Linked DNA regions of Sus scrofa: all the other regions are linked to region 3. The links are chromatin contacts, called in public HiChIP or PLAC-seq and promoter capture Hi-C maps. All regions are on one chromosome and are shown on one strand. Each heading gives the region's core, a stretch centred on a gene start, on an enhancer-like site or on the middle of the called end of the contact. The rest is flanking DNA. Distances are from core to core; before and after follow the strand shown.

Region 1 (2,940 bases), core at 216-2,715, 150 kb before region 3:
GTGCCTCTAGACGAGAAAGAGTTCTCCGTGCGTGTGGGAGGTAGGGGGAAAACTGTGAAAAGAAGGAATTTAGTAGTAGGCACTTGATTTTTTTGAGCGAATGACTGCTGTTTTCTACATATATGACTTGATGCAAGTAACTAAATTTCTCTGTGCTGTTTTTTCACCTAGAAAATGGAAACATTAATTTATGTATTTATAGAACTGCTGTAAGGACTAAATGAAATACTTCACACAAAGTATCCAGGACAACACACGGCACGTACAAAGGGCTAAGTCAAACCAAGTCATCGTAACAACCCAGGAAACCTCAAAAACCTTCCAAAAAGGTTTCATCTGGACTTGGTTTGAATCACTTTTAACTTTTCACAAGATGTCTTCTTCTGGAATTTCCCTGCGGTGCAGTGGATTAAGGATCTGATGTTGTCACTGCAGTAGCTCAGGTCGATGCTGTGGTGAGGGTTCAGTTTCTGGCCCAGTAATCCCCACGTGCCACAGGGGCAGCCCCCCCCCCAAAAGGCTTTTTTCTTCAGCTAATAGTTTAAACAGCTGAGACAGTAATCCTTCCCTTCTGAGACTTTGAGATGGACCATGAAAAAGGCCTGGTTTAATAGGCTATATACCACCCTCCCTTTGAGAGTTAGTAACTTGACTCCAAACCTGGACTATCAAGACGTAGTCTTAAACAGGTGCCCGGCAAAGCTGTTCTGAGACATTCAAAAGGGTGCCAATCCCTAGAAGTACCCAGCTAGCCAGACAAACTGTAGACTCACCTGTGTGCATATCATAGTCGCCCGGGTAAGCATAGGGATCATAAGCAGTCTGTTAACGAAAGAGACAAACAAGACCGTCACCAATTCGTGAATCCAAAATGCTCCTCCTGGGTTCTAAGGATACAAAGGGGGTAAGACGCAGTCCCTGCCTTGGAGGAACTCACATCCCTATGAGAAAAGGGAGAATAAACAGACAACGACAATACCGCGTTGCAGCTGCAATGAGATACAGCAAAGCACAGAAGCTGTGGGAATCGACGAGGTTTGGCAGGACTAAGGCCAGGGCCTAAGAAATCAGAGTTCAATTACAGAAACACAGAACCCTATGACCAGCCTCCGTTCTTGGGCTTCGGAAAGAAAAGGAAAAGAAAACGAGACACGCGAGGTGGGCGGGCTGAGACCAGGCTGATGAGGAGCCGGGAGGGTAGGGTGGCAGCAGTGAGAGCAGTGCTGGCAGAGAGGCCGGCTGGGGCTGGTCGCGGCCCACGGGGGCTCCTAGAGACCCAGACACTGTCCCCCCGCGGGGCCCAACACCCAAAGAGCCCTGTCCATGTTGCGGCGCCCAGAACACGCCTAGGGGCAGCTTACCTCCGACTCATAATCATCAGCGGGATAAGACATGGCTGCGGCGCTCCGAGGCCCAGGAGGAAAGAGCGGAAAAAGCGCACCTCGCCTGCGTCTGGACGCCGGAAGTCCAGCCCATCTCGAGTTGGCTGGGAAACCAGAAGCTCTTCCGGGGCCTTCGGCAACCTGAGGCAGCCATGCTGGGAAGGGCGAATGAGATTAAACACATTATTCCTCTATCTTCAAATAGAGACTCTACAAAGAAGATGACTCAATAGTACTTGAAAACATTCAGAAATAAGGACATGAAATATTTCAGCGTAATAAAGGTTGGGCAAAGTAAGAGAAGCTACAAAATGATGCCACACAAAAGATGGCTGACAGCTCCCGCGGGCGGACCTCTCGCGTGAAGGGAAATTCCGACATGGGGTGGGGGGGGGCTGAATGTGGATTTAGGTGTTAAGCGAGTTGCCTGTAGCGAAAAATGTCTTCAAACGTTTCGACCTCAACAATATAAAGTTACTGGATGTAAAAGTTGAGACTTGGGCGTTGAGAGGGCGTTGAGAAAAGGCGCTTCCCAACTTTGGACATTAAGGTTGCAACAGGCAAAGGTGAAGCCAGCTGCGGTGTGAGGCCGTTGTCGTGGGACCTACCCACGCTTACAGCATGAACTCTCACGCTGTGGGTGGAGTTGGACTCCTGGGGATGACCTAGAGTTAGGGACCGGGTTGTAAAACAAAGCGATACAAGCCAATATGTGGGTCCAGAGCCTTAGGTTAGCCATTTAGAATGGCAATGCCTGGCCCCAGCTTCTCATGTCGCATTTTTGCTTTGAGTTTACTCCTTTGTCTGTAAACCGAGCGGTGATACCATCGTAGGACTAAGCTAAAAGGCTCATGGAGTCCCCGGGACTCTTCGTTGGCTCAAGGAGAGTGCTAATATAGTTACAGGGTTTTTGTGAAATTTGCAAAAGTAATATTTCTACTGCAATTCCTTAGAACCGTTTTCTATTTCAATTTCTCCTGTCACACTTAACCCCTGTGTCTAGTGGCGTTTGGGATTTCAGAGACATTCCTACTGGGAACATTTGAGTTTAGTAAGATATGCTTATGTGATACTCTTCTGGGAATAGTTACTGCCTTCAGTGTATAAGATACAGCTACCACGGGCTGTGGATCAATGGGTGTCTTCAATGAAATATGTATTTAAGGTTAATCAGGGCACTAGAAAGGTTGAAATTAACTGAAAACTTACAGTTAATATAGGAAAAAAGTTTGATACTGGTTGCCCTCAACTTTGACAACTCTCAAAATGTTCATGGCATTACTAAAAAAAGAATTGTGAAGTCAGGAGGAATTTTTCCAAATTATCAATAATAAAATTTTGTGGGAATATAAATTGGTGCAACCACTGTGGAAAACAGTATGAAGATTCCTCAGAAAGCTAAATATAGAATTACCATTTGATCCAGCAATCCACTCCTGGGCATCTATCCAGAGAAAACCATGACTTGAAAAGATACATGAACTCCAATGTTCACTGCAGCACTATATACCATAGCCAAGACATGGAAGCAGCCTAAATATCCATGGACAGAGGAGTG
Region 2 (2,700 bases), core at 4-2,503, 190 kb before region 3:
CGTGTCTAATCTGCAGATGAGACGGAGGTACAAGGAATGGCAGGCGCCAGATTAACTTGCACTCGGTGTTTGATGAATGAGTGAATGAGTGAGTAAGTGAATGAATGAATGAATGAATGAATGGAAGAGGTTCCAGGGCCCAGTGGCAGAGGAAGTCAACCGCTCTAGGGTCTGAATAAATTGTCCCATGGAGCCTCACTGGGCAGCCAGGGGCAAGAAGGGGCCCATTTCACACCCTGGAGCAGCCCCTCAGGGCTGCCTGTCCGTTGGACCTTAGGAGTCGGCTCTCAGCCTCCCTGCGCAAGGGTGGACGGGAGTGTGCTAAGACACACACCCGCAGAGGCAAGTCTGTGTTCTACTAAGGGAAGGGTTATAGCCACTCATCCGACCTCTGCTAACCTTGGGTCTCCTCTGTGCCAGGCACTGTGCTAGTGCCCTGAGGCAAGATGGGGGAATCAGAGAGCTAGGGCTCACTGTTCTCTGAGCCAGGGGGCCCCACAGAGGGAACACGGCCTCAAGGCCTCACGGGGAGTTGGGGGGTGCTGATCAGGGTGCCTGTTGGAGAGTCCAGTGCCAGGAAGGCTCGGGATCCCTGAGGAGGGCTCGGTGTCCCCTCAAAGAGTCAAGGTTCTGGGGGCCTCGGGCTCCGGTCCGGAGCCCTGTGGGGCGGGGCTCGGACCGGGCCCTGGGACCGGCATGCGGGGCGGGCTCAGGGACCCAGGGGGCGGGATCCAAAGGCCAAATGGGGGAGGGGCGCCCTGGGTGGAGGGGTCTCAGCGTCCCGCGAGGCGCCGGGGGCCCGCGGGAGGGTCGGCGTCTGGGTCTCCGGGGGCGGCGCCTGCCGCCGCCCGGGCTCCGCGTCACTGAGGGGGGCGGGGGTCCCCAGCTCCAGCCCGCGCCGCCCTGCGCCCCGGCCGCCCTCCCTCCCGGCACTCACAGCAGGTCGGGCCGGTGCCGGTGCAGGATGGCGCAGAAGGCCAGGCCGTCCCGGAAGGAGCTGCTCAGGTCGCGGATGTCCACGCCGCGGTAGCCCTCGCACTGGCGGCGGCACCAGGCCAGCAGCGCGCCCCGCGGCCCCGCCATGAGCCGCGCGGGGCTGGGACCCGGCTCCGGGCTCGGCCGGGACGGGGCTTCACCCTGGGGCTGGTTTCCGGCTGCAGCTGCGGCTCCGGCGAGGCCTTGCCCGGCGCCTCTCCGAGCTCCGGGCGCGACCCGCAGGCGACCGGCGCGGGGCGGGGAGGAGGCGGGGCTGCGGCCTCGGAGTCCTCGCACGGGCTCCTGCGCTGGGTCCCGGCTCGGCTGCCTGCTGCCCGCCCGGCCCTGCCCGGACCTGCCCGAGCAGCCGCCGCCCGCGTGGCCCGGCCCGGCCGGCCGCCGCCTACTCACCGCCGCCCGCTCCCCTGGCTGTGGGCCGGCCGCGGGCGCGGGCGTCCCGCTGGTCTTGGTCCCCGCCCGCCGCCGCCGCCGCCGCCGCCACGGCGGGGGAGCGGGGAGGGGGCGGGGCCTGGCGCCCCACCCAGCGGCGGCCCCGCCCCCCAGAGCCGACCCCCGCCTCGCCCGCCCAGCACCCCACCGCCCCTCTCCGCGGCGATCCCGTTCACCCCCTCCCCACCGTGGACCCTCAAAGAACTCTGGGATGTCCCCGAACCCCTCACTCAGCGCCAACGAGCCCCTCCCCACAATGACTTCCTCCCCCTCCACCACGCTGCCCACCGGGAATTCTCCTTTTGCTGCCATCCTGAGTGCTTCCCTCTCTTTGACCCAAGGACCTGCAAATCCCCCACGCTCCCCTGGCCTGAAACTTTGGGGAGGCGCTCCCCCGGACTCAGGCCAGTCCGGCAGTTCCCCTGCGGACCCCAAAACACCCCCAGATGACCTCTAGCTTCCCTCATCCTGTCTCACTGCTCCAGAACCCCCCTGACCTCAAGGTCTCTCCCCCGCGCCGGGAATCTGACAGGGAGGCGCCAAGCTCCCACCCCACCCCAGCACTGTCAGTCCAGGTGTCCCCTCAGGGATGTATCTCGCTGATCAAGAGTCCTGCCGAGTTCTCCTCACCCCCTGTGTTGGCTCGAGGATCTCCCCCCTCCCCACGGGGCATCCTGATTAGAGTGGTGGTGGCTTGGGTTCCCACGGCAAGGACCTATAGGAAGCATTGGGTGCCTGATCTTGGAATCTCTCCAGCCTCATTCTCCTGCTCCGCCATTAAGACCTGGGTCAGCCACCCTCCCCAGGGGCCTCGCCTGATCTCCAGGAGATGAATCAGCTTCCACTAGGCTGCCGTGGCGGTGACATCACTCTGAGCAGTGCAAGAGTCGGCTGGGATGAGTCTGTCATACCACCCCCCAAAGAAAGGAGCAGGGTCCTAGTCGTCTCTGTCAGCCTTCAGCCCTCAGAGGAGTGGAAAGAGCAGGGGGTTGGGAGTCATATGGACCCAGCTTCCAAGCCTGGCTTTTCCCACTCACTCAGCTCTGCGATCTTGTGCCTCCATGAACCTCAGTTTCCAAGTCTTTTTTTTTTTCTTTTTTTTTTTTTATGGTTTTAAGGGTTCCCTGGCAGCTCAGCAGGTTCAGGATCTGGCGTTGTCACTGCTGCTGCTCCAGTCACCGCCGTGGAGTGTGTTTGATCCCTGACCTGGGAACTTCCACATGCCACAGGCACAGCCAAAAAACAACAGCAAAAACAACAGAAAATAAATGCCTT
Region 3 (2,714 bases), core at 181-2,680:
TCCTGCTGTATAGCACCAGGAACTATATCTAGTCACTTGTGATGGAGCATGGTGGAGGCTAATGTGAGAAAAAGAATGTGTATATATATACAGTTTTCTGTCACTTTGCTATACAGTAGAAAACAGACAGAACACTGAAAACCGACTCTAATGGATAAAATAAAAATCATTTTAAAAAAAGAAAAATCACAAGCAAGTCAGGATACAAGAAAAGAAAGTCTTGCTCCAGGAATGGGGGATGGGGAGGAGCCCATACCGCACTCACTAGGTGCCTGGCATCATTCCAAAAATGTACAGGTGTTAACTTGTCCAATCCTCACAGCAACCTGTGTAGTAGTAGGTATCCCATTTTACAGATGGGAGACACAGAGGCACAGAGAATGTAAGCTTAGGCAAAGAGAGGGAGATGCTGCCTCTCTCCTCTCTCCTCTCCAGAGCTCTCAGCTGCCAGCAACAGGGCCAGGTAGTGGGTACAGGGTGTGGGCCTCTGGAACAGGTAAGGGTCCCTTCTTTGCTGGTAAACTCCACTACCCAGTGAATTAAGCCACCTCTTAAGCCCTTGAGGGCTTTCAAGGCCACCCGCAACCAAACCTCTATAAAATCTCCATTGGACCAAGACCCCACTTCCCCAGGGCCCTCCTCCTGGGCACAACTATAGGTCGTGTTGATGCCATCCTGAGTTTCCAGATGATGCCCCAGGATTTCCCTCTCTCCCCCTATCTGATCGCAGCCCCTTCTCATTTCTCTAGAGCTGACTGCCCTAGGTTTTTCGCTGACCCACCACCATAAGCCCATGTAGCACTCTGAGTGGGGACGCTGATAGTCTGGACGCTGACGCTTAGGGGTCCAACTCAGGGGTCCCAAGACCTGACGCGCACAATCCAAAAGAGTTTAGTAATCGCCTGGTAAATAAATGAATGTAAGCCACTCATTTCATTCACTCATCATTCATAAATAGCTGAGTCTACTGCGTGCGGGGCCGCCGGCCTGGGTGGGGAAGATCAAAGCTGTCGCTCCAAGAACCCAGCTCCCCGCTCTCCGGCCGCGCAAATGGCAGCGCTGGCTGGTAGAGAAGCTGAGAAAAGAAGCGAGGGCGAGGCGGGGCGGGCGATTCCATTCCTCAGGGATGGGGGCCCAGGGCAACCGCTTCCTTCCGCGAGGGAGTTCCACACCTTGAAGAGAGGGCGGGACCGGAAGGGCCCTCCGCGGGAGCGTGGGCCGGCGGCCCTGGCCTTGGCCGGCGGCCCCAACGGGCTCTAGTCGAGCCTTAGCACTCACCGTCGCTTCTCCTCGTCGAAGCTCAGAATGAGCCGCGGCCGCCGGCTATCGCCATCTCGCTTCTTCTTCTTGTTTCGGCCCATAGCGGTAAGGCCTCGGCGGCGCGGCTCCCGCTCACCTGAGACACTTCCGGGTGTAGCACTTCCGGCGTCCCGGACTTGCCCCACAGCCGCGCTCAGTAGTTCCGCCCCGCTCACCAGACCCCGCCTTTTAAAGGGGCCGCCCAGCCTGTCTCCCCCGCACCTCCCTTCCGCGCATTAGAGGCAAAAATCCTTACCCCCTCGGCTGCTACAGCACTCATCCTACTCTTAGACTAGCAGCGGTGAGAGCGAGGCCCTAAAGTCCCAGCGCCTAGCACTGTGTCTCTCAGAGTGTTCAATACAGAGTTATTGGCGAATGGCCAAAGATTGCTGATTTTTTTTTTTCCTGGTCGCACTCTAGCATGTGAAAATTCCCGGGCCAGGGATCGAACCCTTCCTTGCCAAAGTAGCGACCTGAGCCGCTGCAGTGACAACGTGGGAAGCACCAGAGGTTGGAGGAGCTCAGGGGTGGCTCCTCCAGTGGAGGGATTCCCAGAGGAAGTGACCCCAGAACAGTTCGAGAGTGGGGATAACCCACTCTTAGGACCCATTGCTCTTCTTGGACAAGTGACTGGAGCCCAGAGAGAAGGTAAGCACACATATATTAAGTGCCTACTGTATGCCAGGTATACAAAGAAGGCAACTGTTATCTCAGAGAGGGGACGTGACTTGTCTAGAGTTACACTGCTGTTCTGTGGTAAAGCGAGACTTGACCTGGGTCACTGGCCTCATGGCCCAGCATCCTGGACCGCTAGCCTGAGGAATCACTCTCCCAGTAGCCAGCACACCCCATTGCCCTATGATAAATTTTGAAAGGAGCCATAGGCACACTGTCGGTGCAGCTCTCCATGAATGTTGAATCCATTTCACAAGGGTCCACTACCTGGCAGATTCTTTTGTGGGCGCTGAGAGTTTTCTTCAAATCAAGGGCACAGCAGGAGGCTGCCTGAATGATGGGGCTACAGGGTGATTAACTGACCCTCTGCTGCCCCCTAGTGGCCATGCCCCATGCCCTCCTTGGCACCCTCCCCCTAGGCAGAGCATTGTCCTGGCTGCAGTGATGCCCCCGACAGGAATGTCTCTTTTTGGGTTTTGGCTTGTTTTTGTTTTTATGACCACACCTGTGGCATATAGAAATTCCCAGGCAAGGGGTCTAATTGGAGCTGCCGGCCTACACCACAGCCACAACACCAGATCTGCGCCTCATCTGCGACTTACACCGAAGCCTGCAGCAATGCCAGATCCTTAACCCACTGAGTGAGGCCAGGGGTTGAGTCTACATCCTCATGGACACCATGTCGGGTTCTTAACTCTCTGAGCCACAACGGGAACTCCGATTATCTCTTTTTGTTACAG
Region 4 (2,714 bases), core at 183-2,682, 230 kb before region 3:
AGCCCTATTTCCATGCCCCCCTGTGGGAGAAAAATTCATGAAAGAGTCGTCCATCTTCGCCATTTCCAATTCTTCTCCTCACATTCTGTCATCATCTCACTCCCAAAGACTTTCAGCTCCTTGGCTCCACCAAAACCACTCCTTTCAAGTTCATCAATGATTTGCACGTTGCTAAATCCACTGGTCTATTCTTGTTCTCATTTAGCCTGATCTGTCAGGTGGCACACCGAATCACTCCCTCTCACTCAAAACACTCTCCACTGGAGTTCCCGCTGCGGCGCAACAGGACTGGCAGCATCTCTGGAGCACTGGGACACAGGTTCGAGCCCTGGCCCGGCACAGTGGGTTAAGGATCCAGCACTGCTGCAGCTGTGCCATAGGTCACAACTGTGGCTCGGACCTGATCCCAGGCCCAGGAACTCCAGATGCCACAAGGGCGACCAAGAAAGAAAGAAAGAAAAGGACACCTCGCGGTCTTGGTGTTCCCCCGCCTCACAGTGGCTCTTTCTCAGCTTCTCTTCCCTCCAGGCACTCCACAGTTAGGATGCTCTGACGCTCATTCATCTCCTCTTCTCTACTGACCACCCACCCCCCTGCCGCCTCCCCATGATCGCCCCCTCTCTTAGCTTTGACTAATACTCTTATGCTAAAGACGCCTCTATTTTTGTCTCTCCTCCACACATTCAGGGAATCTTTCCGGTTCTAGCTTCAAAATAAACCCAGAAATCAAAACCACTTCTCACTACCTCTACTACGATTACCTAGTACAAGTCACTCCTTTTTTTTTCCTGGATTACCGCAAGCCTCCCAGACTTTTACCACCTCAAGTCTCCCCAGACCCTCCGCTGGGTTTCTTTTACATACTTCGTGCAATTCACACGACCCCTGCAGTATCCGTCTGTGGGCCTGTCCCCTTTTCTAGAAAGGGCCCCCTACCTGAAGAGCAGGAGCTATGCCTAATTCACCTCAGTAATTCCAAATCAAGAGACAGAGCCCGACTCCGTGAAAGTTTGTGGAAAGATACCACGTTCACTGATTCTCTCCGGATCCTCAAACTGGGGCTTTTCTTGGCCCAGCCTGTGACCAGGTCTAAGCTCCTGGTCCCCCCGCCTTTCCCTTCTTCAGCTCCGCGGGCCCCTCAATACCCCCAGTCCCCTCACGCATTGCCCCTCGGTTAACGGCTCCTTAACCTCCTTTGACCAGGCTCGGCAAAGCTCACTTTGCTCCCGCACTCACTTGTCCTCGTTGTCAGACATGACGCCCGCGCCGCAGCTCCCTGGTTCTGCGCTAAGAGTCGCGCGGAGACCCGCAAACTGCGCGCCTCCGCCACGAGCTGCGCCACGCGCACTCTGCGCCTGCGCTGTGACCTAGAGGCAATTGCTTCCGGGAGGATCGGCAGGGCGATAGTGCGCACGCGCCGAGAAGCTAGAGCTTGTTACCATGGTAGCCAGAGTGTATAACCAGAGCTTGAGCAGCGGAGATCTCAAAAGCATTCCTGCAGGGCTCCGGCGCGGGTGCTCCTTCAGAGCCTAGCGGCCACTCTCAGTGGGCACCCAGCCGGAGTCTTACCTAAGAGTGAGGTTTCCGTTTGGGTCTATCACACAACGGGCAAGGTTACCCTAACGCCCCTTTCCTCCAGAGGTGGCTTCCCTGCCACAGGCGCCGGGTCTGGATGAGGTCTCTGTTCGCATGTGTGTATCTGCCAGTGGATCTGTTCCGGGTGGGAGGATTGGGCACTGTCGCGATATTGATGGGCGGCGTCACGATTCTCTTGCGGGCCCCGCCCCCGCCAGACCCAAACTTTGGGTGGTGTTGGGGATGCGGAAGCAGAGGTTGTATATGGGAGACAGGGGGTGTGTCGTCGCGTTTTTCCCTCCTCAGAGCCCTCCCATGGCTTCCCAGGAGAGGGTGGAGACTGTGACCAAAGGAACTGGCTTCTGGCGCTGCCCCAAGCCGGCCGCTTACACCCCAAGAACCTGCGAGCTGCTCAGAGGTCAGTGGTGGTCGGGCGGGGCGGGGCGGTGGTGTCAGTGCATGAAAGGACAAAAGGAGAGCGGTAGTCACTGTTAACCTCTGTAACTCAGTTCTCACCTGCATGACTTATGGCTTGCAATTGCTGTTTTCATTTTTCAGATAAGAAGCCTGGGGTTCAGGAAAGTTTGGGGGTCCTGCAACTCGAAAGTGGCCAAAAGTCAAAGAACTCACGAATTTTAGAGTAGTTAACTGCTATGCATCCCTTATATCACACTTTTTTTTTTTTGGTTATTCTTTTTTTTTGTAATTGTTATTTCCCCAATACAATTTTTTTTTTCCTACTGTACAGCATGGTGACCCAGTGACACATACTATATCACACTTTCAATTTCTCCAGAGAAGCCTTATTTCCTCCCCACCCACCACCAACACAGTGCAACCAACCGTTAGGTGCCCACACACTCCCAGTGCCTTTTCCTTCACTGGGCTTAGCGTAACCTGTAGTCAGATACCTTGTGTGTCCCTATGAATTCATGTTGAATTAACATCCATCTGCCCTTCTAGTTCATGAACTCCCATCAGGACACGGTGCCTGTTTTGGCTCGCAATTGTAACTCCAGCCCCTGGCACATGCTTAATGACTGCTTGTTCATTCACTCAACAACAACAAAAAAAGATTTTAAGCCCACTGTGAGCTTTTAGACATTGTTCCAGTTGCTGATGATACAGCAGTAAAAAAA

Evidence for each region. Promoter capture Hi-C pulls out the DNA fragments that hold promoters and counts their contacts. HiChIP or PLAC-seq counts read pairs in DNA pulled down with a chosen protein or histone mark.
Region 1: a promoter capture Hi-C map of liver shows a contact between it and region 3, with 7 times the contacts expected there. The contact joins the promoter of EIF3L here to the promoter of NOL12 in region 3. A contact is called at or near these places in 2 of 5 promoter capture datasets (fetal liver and liver), 2 of 47 Hi-C or Micro-C datasets (embryonic fibroblasts and liver) and 2 of 2 datasets of contacts at active chromatin or transcription factors (alveolar macrophages and skeletal muscle).
Region 2: an H3K27ac HiChIP or PLAC-seq map of alveolar macrophages shows a contact between it and region 3. The contact joins the promoter of MICALL1 here to the promoter of NOL12 in region 3. A contact is called at or near these places in 1 of 47 Hi-C or Micro-C datasets (embryonic fibroblasts) and 1 of 2 datasets of contacts at active chromatin or transcription factors (alveolar macrophages).
Region 4: a contact with region 3 is called in an H3K27ac HiChIP or PLAC-seq map of alveolar macrophages. The contact joins the promoter of C5H22orf23 here to the promoter of NOL12 in region 3. A contact is called at or near these places in 2 of 5 promoter capture datasets (fetal liver and liver), 5 of 47 Hi-C or Micro-C datasets (alveolar macrophages, embryonic fibroblasts, fetal liver and 2 more) and 1 of 2 datasets of contacts at active chromatin or transcription factors (alveolar macrophages).

What each region holds. Positions count from the first base shown.
Region 1 is chr5:9,994,600-9,997,539 of Sscrofa11.1, forward strand. It overlaps EIF3L (eukaryotic translation initiation factor 3 subunit L), which reads right to left and starts at 1,466. Exons shown (of 13, transcript NM_001244086.1): 1 at 1,362-1,466; 2 at 774-822. The coding sequence starts at 1,394.
Region 2 is chr5:9,955,745-9,958,444 of Sscrofa11.1, forward strand. MICALL1 (MICAL-like protein 1) reads right to left here and starts at 1,254. Exons shown (of 16, transcript XM_021091499.1): 1 at 938-1,254. The coding sequence starts at 1,083.
Region 3 is chr5:10,142,726-10,145,439 of Sscrofa11.1, forward strand. It overlaps NOL12 (nucleolar protein 12), which reads right to left and starts at 1,431. Exons shown (of 6, transcript XM_003481552.4): 1 at 1,279-1,431. The coding sequence starts at 1,361.
Region 4 is chr5:9,916,354-9,919,067 of Sscrofa11.1, forward strand. C5H22orf23 (UPF0193 protein EVG1) reads left to right here and starts at 1,433. Exons shown (of 7, transcript XM_003481544.4): 1 at 1,433-1,691; 2 at 1,882-1,993. The coding sequence starts at 1,891. POLR2F (DNA-directed RNA polymerases I, II, and III subunit RPABC2) reads right to left here and starts at 1,368. Exons shown (of 5, transcript XM_003481541.3): 1 at 1,237-1,368. The coding sequence starts at 1,256.